Regions from separate parts of the Macaca mulatta genome. Here region 2 is linked to region 1. A link is a contact called in public Hi-C data. All regions are on one chromosome and are shown on one strand. Each heading gives the region's core, a stretch centred on a gene start, on an enhancer-like site or on the middle of the called end of the contact. The rest is flanking DNA. Distances are from core to core; before and after follow the strand shown. Region 1 holds the start of RNF125 (ring finger protein 125). Region 2 holds the start of TRAPPC8 (trafficking protein particle complex subunit 8).

Region 1 (6,448 bases), core at 3,902-6,401:
CGGCCACTGCACTCCAGCCTGGGCGACAGAGCCAGACTCAGTCTCAAAAAAAAAAAAAAAAAAAAAAAAAAAGAATGGCATGAAGTGTGACTTTTTTGTTAATGGAAAATTAATTTTGTCCAGAAGTTATTTAAAGATTGTTTCAAATTGAAAGAATAAAAAAAGATATAGATAAAACTAAATGAATACAGAAAGTTGGAAATAGAAGAAAAATTCTAAGAGGTTATAAAAGATATGTAAATCTTACCTTGTGTGGTCAAAGCTGACTGAAATTAGATGGACTTGTTTATTAGGCTTTTTTTTTTTTTTTTTTTTTTTTGAGACGGAGTCTCGCACTGTCGCCCGGGCTGGAGTGCAGTGGCCGGATCTCGGCTCACTGCAAGCTCCGCCTCCTGGGTTTATGCCATTCTCCTGTCTCAGCCTCCCGAGTAGCTGGGACTACAGGCGCCCGCCACCTCGCCCGGCTAGTTTTTTGTATTTTTTAGTAGAGACGGGGTTTCACTGTGTTAGCCAAGATGGTCTCGATCTCCTGACCTCATGATCCGCCCGTCTCGGCCTCCCAAAGTGCTGGGATTACAGGCTTGAGCCACCGCGCCCGGCCTATTAGGCTTTATTTAAATTAGCTTTATTATTGATATATTGATTCAAAAGTAAAATACGGTTTTCTCTTGAACAAGACTTTTGTGTATTAGAGATGGGGTCTCAGTCACAAACTGCTGGTCTCAAGTCATCCTCCTGCATCGGTCTTCCAAACTTCTGGGATTACAGGCATGAGCCACTGCACCCGGGCAAGTATACTTTTGTGAGCAAAATAATTTACCTTTTTCTCTTTGGATTGACAAACTGTTTTTTGCGTATTCTTATTTCATGGCAATATAGTTACATGCATAAGTTCAGTAACAATCTGAACAGGACATAATTGGAGACAGTGGTTATTTTCCCAAGGCTTTAACTGGAATGTCATACTTAGATACATGATCAAACTGCTTTGAGGGACTGAGATTGACATTAAAACGCCAATAGACTTACAAAAAGATTGGCCTGGTACCCTGTGTATATAGTTCCCTTACAAAATTCCTGACCTTGCGGTATGTAAAGAATTGTCACTTTCTTGGCTGGGTGCAGGGCTCACTCCTGTAATTCCAGCACTTTGGGAGGCCGAGGCAGGCAAATCACCTGAGCTCAGGGGTTCAAGACCAGCCTGGGCAAAATGGCGAAACCCTGCCCCTACAAAAAATACAAAAACTAGCTGGGCATGGTGGTGCGTGTCTTTAATCCCAGCTACTAGAGTGGCTGAGGCAGGAGAGTCACTTGAACCCAGGAGGCGGAGGTTGCAGTGAGCTGAGATCACGTCACTGCCCTCCAGCCTAGGCAATAGAGTGAGACTCCATCTCAAAATAAATAAATAAGTAAAAAATAGCCAGGCATGGTGGCAGGCACTTGTAGTCCCAGCTACGCGAGAGGCTGAGGCAGGAGGATTGCTGAGCCCAGGAGGTAGAGGCTGCAGTGAGCCATGATTGCACCACTACACTGCGACCTAGGTGACAGAGTGAGATCCCACCTCTAAAAATAAAGTAAAAAATAATAAAAGGAAATAAAGGAAATGTTAAAATGGGGGACTCAAGGAAACTGAAAGTATTTCACCCCAAAATGTACTTCTTTGATATATTCCCGCATACAGGAATAACCCTAAAAAGCTGCCTTTTGTGGGGGAGACTTGTATCTGTAGAGAAAATCTACACTGGTGAAATAAACAACCAGGCTTTCTTGGAGCCACCCCCTTATCCGTACCTAGGAAATTATTAACTGAAGGTCTGACACCTAGGAAGGTCTGACAGAGCAACTTAACACAGGCTCATGCCTATTCTTTCTAGGAGCTGCTATCTATGAAGTTTCATCTGCATAACTAGACCATCTTTGCCCCATTATCTTCTTTCTGTTGCCCTCCCATAACCATGTTCCAAGCCCCTATTCTGGTGTAACCTCAAGATGGTATAAAAGCATCAAGCATCTGGCCCTTTCAGTTTTCATAGTTTGATGACTCCCGTGCCCATATGCACATTAATACATTTGTAGGCCTTTCCTCCCCTGTTAATCTATTAGCAGTTTGTTTCATAGACTCAAGTGATCAAACCTTTAGGGGAAAAAAATCAAATTCAAATTTCCCTACAGTGGTCACACAGCTTGCTAGTGGCAGAGGGGAATTTCAAATCCAGCTTTCTATAAGGGCCAGTTACTACTGCATCACAATACAACTTATAAAGTGCTCTGTACATATTCAGTCAAGGTACTGCTGTTACTATTAAACTTGTTTGACTTGAAAATCAGCATAAACCACCTAGTTCAATATGTCTGAAACTGTAGCTTCAATATGGGATAATAAAATACAGAAGGTTCATTTGCATTTATTCATTTTCCAACTTAATTTCAATGGAAAAGAGTAATTCATTTAGAATGTACAAATGGCATTAACAACGCTCATAATCTCTACAGCAGAAAAGACTCTGGTTAACATTTATAAAGTGGAAGGGGCCCAAGTAAGTTTGCCAAAAGGAGGAATATGGAAATTCTGCCCACAGCTAGAACAATGGACATAGATTTGTCAAAACAAAGAACAGTAAAGAGAGGAAAGGCAATTTGTTCAGCCCTTGTAATGCTATTTTATGGTTATTTTTCCAGTTGCTAGTTTCCTATTCACTTTAACAAAGAAAAAGATTAAACAAAAAATTTAACATTTTGCAAACTTACATTATCCTTTAGTAGAAGGAAAAATATTGTAAATGGTAAGTTATACTATTCAAAGTCCAAAACAGGAAAACAATCTCCAGTCAGATAATTGAATTAGCAGCAAAGCGGTCTATTCCAAAAAGAATCTTCAAAATGCCCACTGTTTATGTTTTGCACAACTTCAAAGTTTTAATGCTAATAATGATTCAATTTAAATGGAGGTATCTTTAGGCTGTTATTGCCCTAAAATAATCAATATATTTTATGACTCACACAGCCCATCTTGGCTTCCAGATTGGCCTGTGGATATTACGTTAATGAGCTACATCTGGACAGCTGAGCAACAATATTAGTAATCAGAAAGGAGGGTAAATTTAAGCCTCGAGTTTTAAGAACAAAGCTGAAACAACAGGCCTCGAAAATACAGCTACGAAATAATGCCCAAAGCACTCTTTATTTATACATTGTGCAGGCTGCACACTTTTTTCCCTGGCTCACAGGTGGGCAGTGGTGAAAACTGCTTTTCAGATACAAGGCTATAGGTATTAAGTATCACCTAAGGATTCCAGGTGTGAGCCACCATGCCCGGCCTCAAAACTTCTGAATGCAAGTGCACAACATGTTTTTAAGGACTACCTAAATCCTTTCAAAAGTGATCCTCAGAAGCAATAATGCTATTTCTTTCTTCCTGCTAAGCCAAATGCATTTCTTTCTTCCTGCTAAGCCAAATACAAGTACATGCCACTGTGGTATCACACAGGGCTTCATCATACTATAGTCACCCTTCAAAGGACATTAAGTAGGCTTCCGCTTCTGATCCGTGCAGACACACACACACACACACATCCACGAACAAAATTCAAACCAAAGAGAGAAGGCTGGGTGCAGTGTCTCACACCTTTAATCCCAACACTTTGGAAGGCCGAGGTGGGTGGATCAATTGAGGTCAGGAGTTCAAGACCAGCCTGGCCAACATGGTGAAACCCCATCTCTACTCAAAATTCAAAAACTAGTAGGGTGTGGTCGTGGGCGCCTGTAATCCCAGCAACTCGGGAGGCTGAGGCAGGAGGATCACTTGAGGCGGGGAGACAGAGGTTGCAGTGGGTGGAGGTTGCAGTAAGCCGAGATCCTGCCACCGCCACCGCACTCCAGCCTGGGCGACAGAGTCAGACTATCTCTCTATCTCTCTCTCTCATACACACACACACACACACACACACACACACACACACACACACACACACAAAGTAAACAGAGAGCACGAATTCACAGATCCAACTCCACCAGTTACTCAAGCACACATTAAGCATGTGCCAATTTTATATAGGAACTTTGTTTTTAAACTCTTCTTAGAAACGACCACGGCTTTGCACCAACTGTGAGTTTTAGCTAAGTACTATGCCGTTTTGAGAAAGTTATTTTACTCTGTAATTTCTGCCGGTTTGGAGAGACGGCGTGTAAAGCAGGTAGTCTGCCACCTCCTGTCACGTTGTGGCTGGGTTTTGGAGGAGTACATTCAGGGGCTTGCGGCTAACGTCCAAGCCCCACCCTAGCAGGTTGTTAAACTCTAACGACTTGTGGAAAGTCACTCGGAAGCTCCAGTTTGACTTGCTCTTTGAGGGGATGGGTGTCTGTGTTGGGAAAGGGTAGCAGGGGTGGGGGTGGAAAAACACTTTGCACAGACCCTTGTTTGCTTAAGACGAGCCTCTGTGGGCATTCTGGGAACACGTGCACAGCTCCAGCAAAACAAAACGGACCCGGGTTTCTGGGGCAGAGGGAAGCGCAGCCTGTTCCACCGTGTTCAGCGGGGTACCTGCGCTTTGAGGGAGCCCCTGCCTTGCAGTTGGAGCTCGTTTCTTTTTCGTGCCCGGGCGAGCGCTCGTTCTCCAGCCAAGAGCACCCTCCCCTGTTGGCGAGCCCTGGCTCTGGGCGGGACCCGTGCCTGGATCCCCTTCTCTGGAGCTCCGCACCTGGACTTCGGGAGGAGGCAGCGCAAGGGGGCTGCAGGGCCCGATTGTTTCTTTTTTCTCCTCCCGAAATCCTGTGTCACCTTCCGACCGGCGTTTTCCCCGTGGCCCCGCACCCGACGGGTCCAGGTTTCTCTCTGCAGCAGTTTCCTAAGGCGCTGTCTTCCGTCCCCCTCCTTCCCCACACCATGCCCTCAGCTTCCCGACATCGCCCTCCTTAGGGGTGGGCCCAAACCGAGCTCCCCTGGCACTTACACGTGGCCACAGCGGGTCCGGACAGGCTGGTGTAACACCTCAAGGCACACGGCGCAATCGAAGGACGTGACGGGCAACTGCGGGTCCCCCCTGCGCTCCAGGGCCCGCGGGGTGGCAGAGGGGGGAGCCGATTTGCCGCTGTCGCTGCTCAGCACGGAGCCCATCGCTGTGCCTCTCGCCCAGACAGCTGCCAAGCACTCAGTGCCTGCTGCAGGGTTGTTTTGTTGTCGTGCGGTGGAGGAAGGAAGTCCCGGCCCAGCTGCGATCGCCGCCTCCCAGCGCGCGCAGCTCGCGCAGCCAAGAAGCAACCTCCGCCGATGCGCCCAACCCTGGTCTAGGGCAGGGCGAGTGCGCGGCCGCGGGGCTGAAATCTTCGGCAAACCGCCTAGGTTAAGGCGCGGAGGCGGAGGCGGCAGCCGCCAGGTGCTTTGTCTTGTGGTATTGGGAGGATTGAAACCTGAAACCTCAACTGCAGAGAAGAGGACTTGAGGCAGTAGTAAACCTTCCAAGCTGTCACACACAGCCTCTTTCCCCACTGTCAGAAGTTAAGTGCGGGCGTGGCCATGCTTAATGGTAATCAGAGAACAGCCGCTTGTAAGGACCATCCTCCACTGTTGTAATCACAATAAGCTGCAAAGATTGAACTATGACCTATGATTGGACGTCTCCTAAGACGGTGCTATCATTACTCTGTCGTCCAATCAATAGTCCATTAATGGAGAGAGAGCCTGGGTAGTGGAAAGAGTTCTGGAGATTCAGATTCCGATCCTACCTCTCTTACAGATATTCTAGTGCTAAACCCTGCCGTCTCCAGTTTCCTCTGCGGCTCAGGATTTCCTCTGTTGTTTGTACTCTCCCCATCCCGCCCTTTAAATGTGATCAGCCGGGCGCGGTGGCTCACGCCTGTAATTCCAACACTTTGGGTAGGCCGAGGCAGGTGGATCGCTTGAGGTCAGGAGTTCGAGACCAGCCTGGCCAACATGATGAAACCCCGTCTCTGCTAACAATGCAAAAATTAGCCGGGCATTAATTCACACTTTTTTCGAAGACTTATTTCGTGCCCACTGCACGCCAGACTCAGTTCTGGTGATGGAGACACAACTGTCAACAAGCAAACAAAATCCCAGTTCTCACAGAACTTACTTTAAAAAACAAAAACAAAACTTTACTTTGAGGTAATTATAGATTTGCATACAGTTGTAAGAATAGTACATAGTATATAATACACATATACAATAATATATAATGTAACACATGGGATATAATAACGCATATAATACATGTATGTATTTAACAGGCCGTAAACTTCATCCAGTTTACCCCAGGCTTTACTTTTAATTAGGAGATATAGGCCGGGTACCGTGGCTCACGCCTGTAATTTCAGCACTTTGGGAGGCTGAGGTGGGAGGATCACTTGAGCACAGGAGCCAAGATCGCGCTACTGCACTCCATCCTGTGCGACGGAGCGAGACCCTGTCTCAAAAAACAAACCAAGCCGG
Region 2 (6,553 bases), core at 3,576-6,075, 83 kb after region 1:
CACCCACCTCGGCCTCCCAAAATGCTGGGATTACAGGTGTGAGCCACCACACCCAGCCCTAAAGAGGTTTATTCTAAACAAAATATGAGTGACCAAGGCCTGAGGCACAGTCCCAAGAGGTACTGAGAATATGTGCCCAAGACGGTTGGGTTACAGCTTGGTTTTAATACAACTTAGGGAGACATAAGACATCAATCAGTACATCTGGGGCATACACTGGTTTGGTCTGGGAAGATGGGACAACTTGAAGAGGGTTTGGGGGAGAGCTTATAGGTCATAGGTGGATTAAAAGATTTCCTGATTGGCAATTGGTTGAGAGTGAAGTTACTATTTAAAGACCTGGAATAAACATAAAGGAATGCCTGGATTAAGATAAGGGGTGGTAGACACTAAGGTTCTTATATGTAGATGAAGTCTCCTAGGTGGCCATCCATAGAGACAATAGATGGCAAATGTTTCCTATTCTGACCTGTAAAAGGGGCTAGACTCTCAGTTAATCTCTTCAGAATTGGGAGGGCCTGGAAGGGGGAAGACACCCAGTTATGTTAATAGAGATTCTTTTTTTTTTTTTTTTTGAGATGGAGTATTTTGCTCTTGCCCAGGCTGGAGTGCCATGGCACAATCTCGGCTCTCTGCAACCTCTGCCTCCTGGGTTCAAGTGATTCTCCTGCCTCAGCCTCCTGAGTAGCTGGGATTACGGGTGCCTATCACTATGCCTGGCTAAATTTTTAGTAGAGATGGGGTTTCACCACGTTGGCCAGGTTGGTCTCAAACTCCTGAACTCAGGTGATCCATGCGCCTTGGCCTCCCAAAGTGCTGGGATTGCAGGTGTCAGACACTGCACCCAGCCAACAGAGATGCTTAACAGATGGAATTACCTCTCTCCCCACAAAATGGCTTTGCAGGGACATTTCAAAATACAGCAAAGAAATATATTTTGAGGTAAAATACTTTGATTTCCTTTGTCATGTGATGTTATGCCAGAGTCCAGTTGGAAAGTAAACCATTTTATGTAAGTTTACATAAAACCCATCTGATAACTTTTTTTTTTTTTTGAGACAGTCTTGTTCTGTCACCCAGGCTGGAGTGCAGTGGCACTATCTTGGCTCACTGCAAACTCCGCCTCCTGTGTTCACGTGATTCTTCTGTCTCAGCCTCCTGAGTAGCTGGGATTACAGGTGCACATCACCACGCCTGGCTAATTTTTTGTGTATTTTTAGTAGAGACGGGTTTCACTATGTTGGTCAGACTGGTCTCGAAGTCCTGACCTCGCAATCCACCTGCCTCAGCCTCCCGAAGTACTGGGATTACAGGCGTGAGCCACCGCGCCCGGCCAATTTGATAACATTTTATGGTTTGTAGAGTGTGACTCCACAGGCCACTTAGATAGGAATTCGGGGAAGAGGGGGAAAAAAGTCAGAGTTTAGTCCTCAGTATCATCGAGACTTTAAGGTGTTTCCACAGTTCAAACAGTACCTTGCCAAAAGAAAGAAGAGACCAGGATAGATTATGAAAGAAGTAGATTTACACAGTGAAGTTACTCACTGGAAACACTGTGTATGGGTGTGGCATTAGATTGTGAAGTGAGTCTGGGTGCCGTGGCTCATACCAGCAATCCCACCATTTTGGGAGGCTAAGGCAGAAGGATCACTAGAGCCCAGATTTTGAGGCCAGCCTGGGCAATACAGTGAGCCCTCATCTCTACATATTAAAAAACAAACAAAAAACCCAAAAAAACCCTGCAAAGTCAATGCATAAGACAAAAACCCATTTAGGCTCAGCCATAAAAAGGAGTGAAGTAATGATTCACGTAACATATTGCTAAGTGTAGTAATATGTGTACAGAGGCCAAATATTATACAATTTCACTTATTTATTTATTTATTTTATTTTTTTTTTTTTTGAGACGGAGTCTCGCTCTGTAGCCCAGGCTGGAGTGCAGTGGCCGGATCTCAGCTCACTGCAAGCTCCGCCTCCCGGGTTCACGCCATTCTCCGGCCTCAGCCTCCCGAGTAGCTGGGACTACAGGCGCTGCCACCTCGCCCGGCTATTTTTTGTATTTCTTAGTAGAGACGGGGTTTCACCGTGTTAGCCAGGATGGTCTCGATCTCCTGACCTCGTGATCCGCCCATCTCGGCCTCCCAAAGTGCTGGGATTACAGGCTTGAGCCACCGCGCCCGGCCTACAATTTCACTTATATGAAATGTCCAGAATAGGTAAATCTACATAGACAGAAAGTAGATTAGTGATTGCCAGGGGTTGGAGGGCGTGGCAGGGTGCAGAATGATAAAAGCCTGTACCAGGCTTCTTTTTGGGATGAACATGTTCTGGAATTAGATAGTAGTAATGGTCACACAACTTTTGGAATAAACTAAAAACCACTAAATTGTACACTTATTTGAAGGGGTAAATTTTATGGCATGTGAATTATATCTCAGAAAAATCTATTTTGGCTAAATTACCATTGAAATTCCTTTTCAAACAGTCTAATTCAGCTGTTTTTACTTTCAGCATAAAAACAAATGGCCTTTGAAACTTTTTAGAGAGTACTAGGATAAATAGTATGTTTGCATTTAGGAGTCCTGTTATAAAAAATGTAATCTTACAACCTGAGTCACACTAAATTATACGAGATTCTCACATTATAAAGGGTAAGGAAGTGTATCAGAAGCATTGAAAAGGGATTGTGTGTACCCCTAGGGATTTAATATAATTTCCAGACATAGATAGTTTCAAGGAAATGAATTTCCAGACCCTTAACTAGCAGATGTTATCTCTTGCAAAAGGAAATTAAATTTTGGGACCCCAAACTGATTTAGCCAAAGGGAAAAGTCAAGCTGGGACTGGTCACGCAAATCTGCCTCCCCCTTTTGGTTCCTAAATAAGATGGCTGCAAGATGAAAAGCTACACGTCTCCCCCATATTTTGCCCATAAGGAAATCCTTAGTGTGCTGTTAAAACTTCATGACAATGCAAATTGATAGCTTATCTTTACAGGTGGTCATCCCAGCCCACCAGACACAAATGCACATCTGATTGTTCCCCTACCCAATTTTGTCTGTTATGAAAAATGCAGATTCCCACATTTTTCCTCTGCCCCTTTTATGTCATCTTATGTAAAAAATGCAGGTTCACTGAGTCAGACAAAGGCAAGAATTACTATTTTCTCCTAACCCCCCCCCCCCCCCGCTTACACGAAAACTGTGTGCTTCTCAATATCCCGCCCATTCCCCTTTAAATTTGGAGCCCTCGGCCGGGCGCGGTGGCTCAAGCCTGTAATCCCAGCACTTTGGGAGGCCGAGACGGGCAGATCACGAGGTCAGGAGATCGAGACCATCCTGGCTAACACGGTGAAACCCCGTCTCTACTAAAAAAACCAAAAAACTAGCCGGACGAGGTGGCGAGCGCCTGTAGTCCCAGCTACTCGGGAGGCTGAGGCAGGAGAATGGCGTAAACCTGGGATGCGGAGCTTGCAGTGAGCTGAGATCCGGCCACTGCACTCCAGCCTGGGCGACAGAGCGAGACTCCGTCTCAAAAAAAAAAAAAAAAAAATTGGAGCCCTCAAAATCATCTTCGAAGAAAGGCATAGACCTGTTTCCCGGGATCGTCCTTAACTTTGGCAAATAAATCTCCTAAAGTGATGGACACTCTTATAAATTAATCTGTAGCCAATGCATGCCATCAATATGTCCTGCTGTGCCTTCCTACCTCCCATTTATCAACTTACATGAGAAGCCTACATCTTACTTGTCATAAATTATTACCATAGTTAAAAACCTGAGGGTGTCAAGAAGTCGAAAAATTTTGAGACATTGACGTTGGGGAAGACTCCTTTAATTAAAGCACCATAAAATCATGACAGAATGATACATTTTTCCCTGCCTTATTTTTTTGGCATGTAATACAGAAGGAACTCAAAACAATTGAGTGACACATTAGTAAAATTCTTTTCATTCACTTTTACTTACAAGGCACACACCATTGACCTTTCCGCCCCCTGCCCCCTTTAAAACAATGTTTGAAAAGTTAGGAATGAAAGCTGGTTCAGGACAGTACACAGTACATAAAAATACTGGCTCCCCCTACCTCCACCACCAGTAAGTAAAGATCCTAGCAGAGTGCAAAAAGGAAGAGGCTGAGGACGAACCACGCAGATCTGCAGGCACACCCTTTCCCTGCGACCAACAAAAATGCAGTAGCGCAATTACACGCTAGTGAATTGCAGCACTCACAACAGCACACATTCTGTTCAATGGTTAAGTCCACATAAAGTGACAGTCCGTTTCTAAAAGCATGGCTGTATTTAAAGGATACACGGTCTGTTCAGGTCCGCTTCAGGGAAACCCCAAGCACTTCCGAGAGATCCACACCCTCTCCCCGAGCAGGTGCAACTCACTGCTCCGCCGGCGAGCGTAGGAAGCAGCGCGACCAACCGCATCGGTTGCCCACAACAGCCAGCGAGAGAGCCTTAGGGACGTCAAAAAGGCCGGGCCTGCGTGGAAAACGAGCGTGCGCCTCCATCACTGCGACAGCACCCGTCCCGAGGTTCCGCGGGCCGCTAGCAGGTCGCTCTCAGCTCCGCTCTGCCAAGGGCGAGCTAGAGAACCTGGCCTAGAGTTGCCCACCTCCCTCTGCCCCCGGCCCCGCCCACCGCACTTGTAGCCCCGCCTCGCCCAGTGGGTGGGGGAGCTTCCGTCACAGCACTTCCGGCTCCAGCCTCCCAACCGGCCTCCGTCGCTCTCCACTTCCCTCTTCTCAGCTCTCTTCCCTTGCCCCTACTGTCTCCTTTAACAGTCACGTGAGGGATGCGCGCGGGGGCAGCTGGGAGTAGTACTGCCGGTTGGTCAGCGTTCGGCCTCAACATGGCGGTTCCGGCCGGGCAGTGACCAAGGTTTTGCCGTCCGAAGGACTAAGTGGTGACTCTCGGCGTCTCCACCTATCGGGGTGGAATGCGAGCACGCGGAGACGAGCGCTGAGGATCGGCGGTGACGGGAAGGGGGGGTTCAGTGGATTGTGCCCCAGAAACCGAAGCGGCGGCGCCTGTTCCTTCTACTTGTCTCTAGGCTCCAGTGCGTTCGGGGCCCCGCCCGGCCGGGCCAGGCCGGCGGGCGGCGGCGGTAGCTGCTGCAGCCGCAGGATCACCTCTCAGGGTGGGCCGGAGGGCCGGCGCCGCCGCTGCCTCTGCCGCGGCGATGGCCCAGTGTGTACAATCAGTGCAGGAGCTAATCCCGGACTCCTTCGTCCCCTGTGTCGCTGCGCTGTGCAGCGACGAAGCCGAGCGGCTCACTCGTCTCAATCACCTCAGCTTCGCGGAGCTGCTTAAGCCCTTCTCCCGCCTCACTTCCGAGGGTATGTGGTATCCTCCCTTTTCCAGTGGGCTCTCGCAAAGCCGTGATGGGAGAAGGAAGTTGCGGGCGTGCAGGGGAGAGAAGGGCAGTGTTTACGTACCGGAGCCGGTACCGTGGCGTCTGGGACTGTGGCCCCGAGGTGCTTCGGGGGCGGCCGGAGGAGGGACCATGAGGTTGTCAAGACAACGCAGTCCTAAGCTCCAGTATTTCTGGGCACTTTCTTTCTTCCTCGGACAACCTAGGTCGTTAAGTAATTGGTTCAAAGATAAACGTGAGTCTAGGAGAACGGCATTGATACTGTTCTCCACGGCCATAGCGAAGGAATTAGGCAGTTGCAAAGCCGCTAAAGTAGGAAAATGTTGCCTCTTAGACCGACAGGGTCTGAGTAAGGAAGACCTGTCATCCTCCCTTGGATGTTAAACTGGACTTTCAAAGTAGTTCTGGATGTTGTTACGTTCTTGTAGCGTTGAGGGTCATCTCTGAACTACCGTTTAGCTATTTTACTAAGATATTCTTAGCTCTACGGTATTTTGCTTACCTCTCAAGAAAATTAAAAGTATTATATGACGAATAAAACTTGAAACAGCTTTTTGCCCGAAGGAAAAGGAAGCAAGCCCAAGTTGTGGTTCATTTGACCTAGATATTTGGAGTTATCTATACTTATAGGGATGGAAGTGTCTTCTCTTGTTAAGGAACGTATTGTTAAGGAGCTACCCGTTTTCTCCAGATTTGGATTTTTTTATTAGGAGAAAATAATGTAGTAAAGCTTCAAACATGTTTTAGCCAGTATCTTGCAAACAACAAAGTCCAAGTAAAGTTTTTTTTATTAAGGTCGGTGAGAACTGAAGGGTTTCATTATAAGTCTGTGTCAGGCAAACGACTGTGATGTTTATTAGCTTAATATGACTTATCCACAAAAAAAATTAGTGCTGTACCATAAATTCATGTATTTTTGAGCTACCCTGTTTTGTGGGAGAATAATTCCATTACAAATTAGCTTTTGTTTTTAGCAGAGAGAGGGAGCCGTTCAAAAAAACAAAGTTTGGAAACTTTTGGATTTTCTTTAGCCTGTATCAGTCTCAGTTCCTTCAATGTTGGACGTAACAAGAACAACAACATGCCCTACGTTTTTAATTTTTTTTTTAATTATTTGCTTATTTATTTATTTATTTATTTGAGACGGAGTTTCGCTCTTGTTGCCCAGG

Evidence for each region. A called contact is a pair of places that touch in the nucleus more often than the background predicts.
Region 2: a Hi-C map of fetal cortex germinal zone shows a contact between it and region 1, with 3 times the contacts expected there. The contact joins the promoter of TRAPPC8 here to the promoter of RNF125 in region 1. A contact is called at or near these places in 2 of 14 Hi-C or Micro-C datasets (CD4 T cells and fetal cortex germinal zone).

The regions. Positions count from the first base shown.
Region 1 is chr18:60,481,819-60,488,266 of T2T-MMU8v2.0, forward strand. It overlaps RNF125 (ring finger protein 125), which reads right to left and starts at 5,152. Exons shown (of 5, transcript XM_015121783.3): 1 at 4,950-5,152. The coding sequence starts at 5,113.
Region 2 is chr18:60,564,918-60,571,470 of T2T-MMU8v2.0, forward strand. TRAPPC8 (trafficking protein particle complex subunit 8) reads left to right here and starts at 4,826. Exons shown (of 29, transcript XM_015121782.3): 1 at 4,826-5,349. The coding sequence starts at 5,193.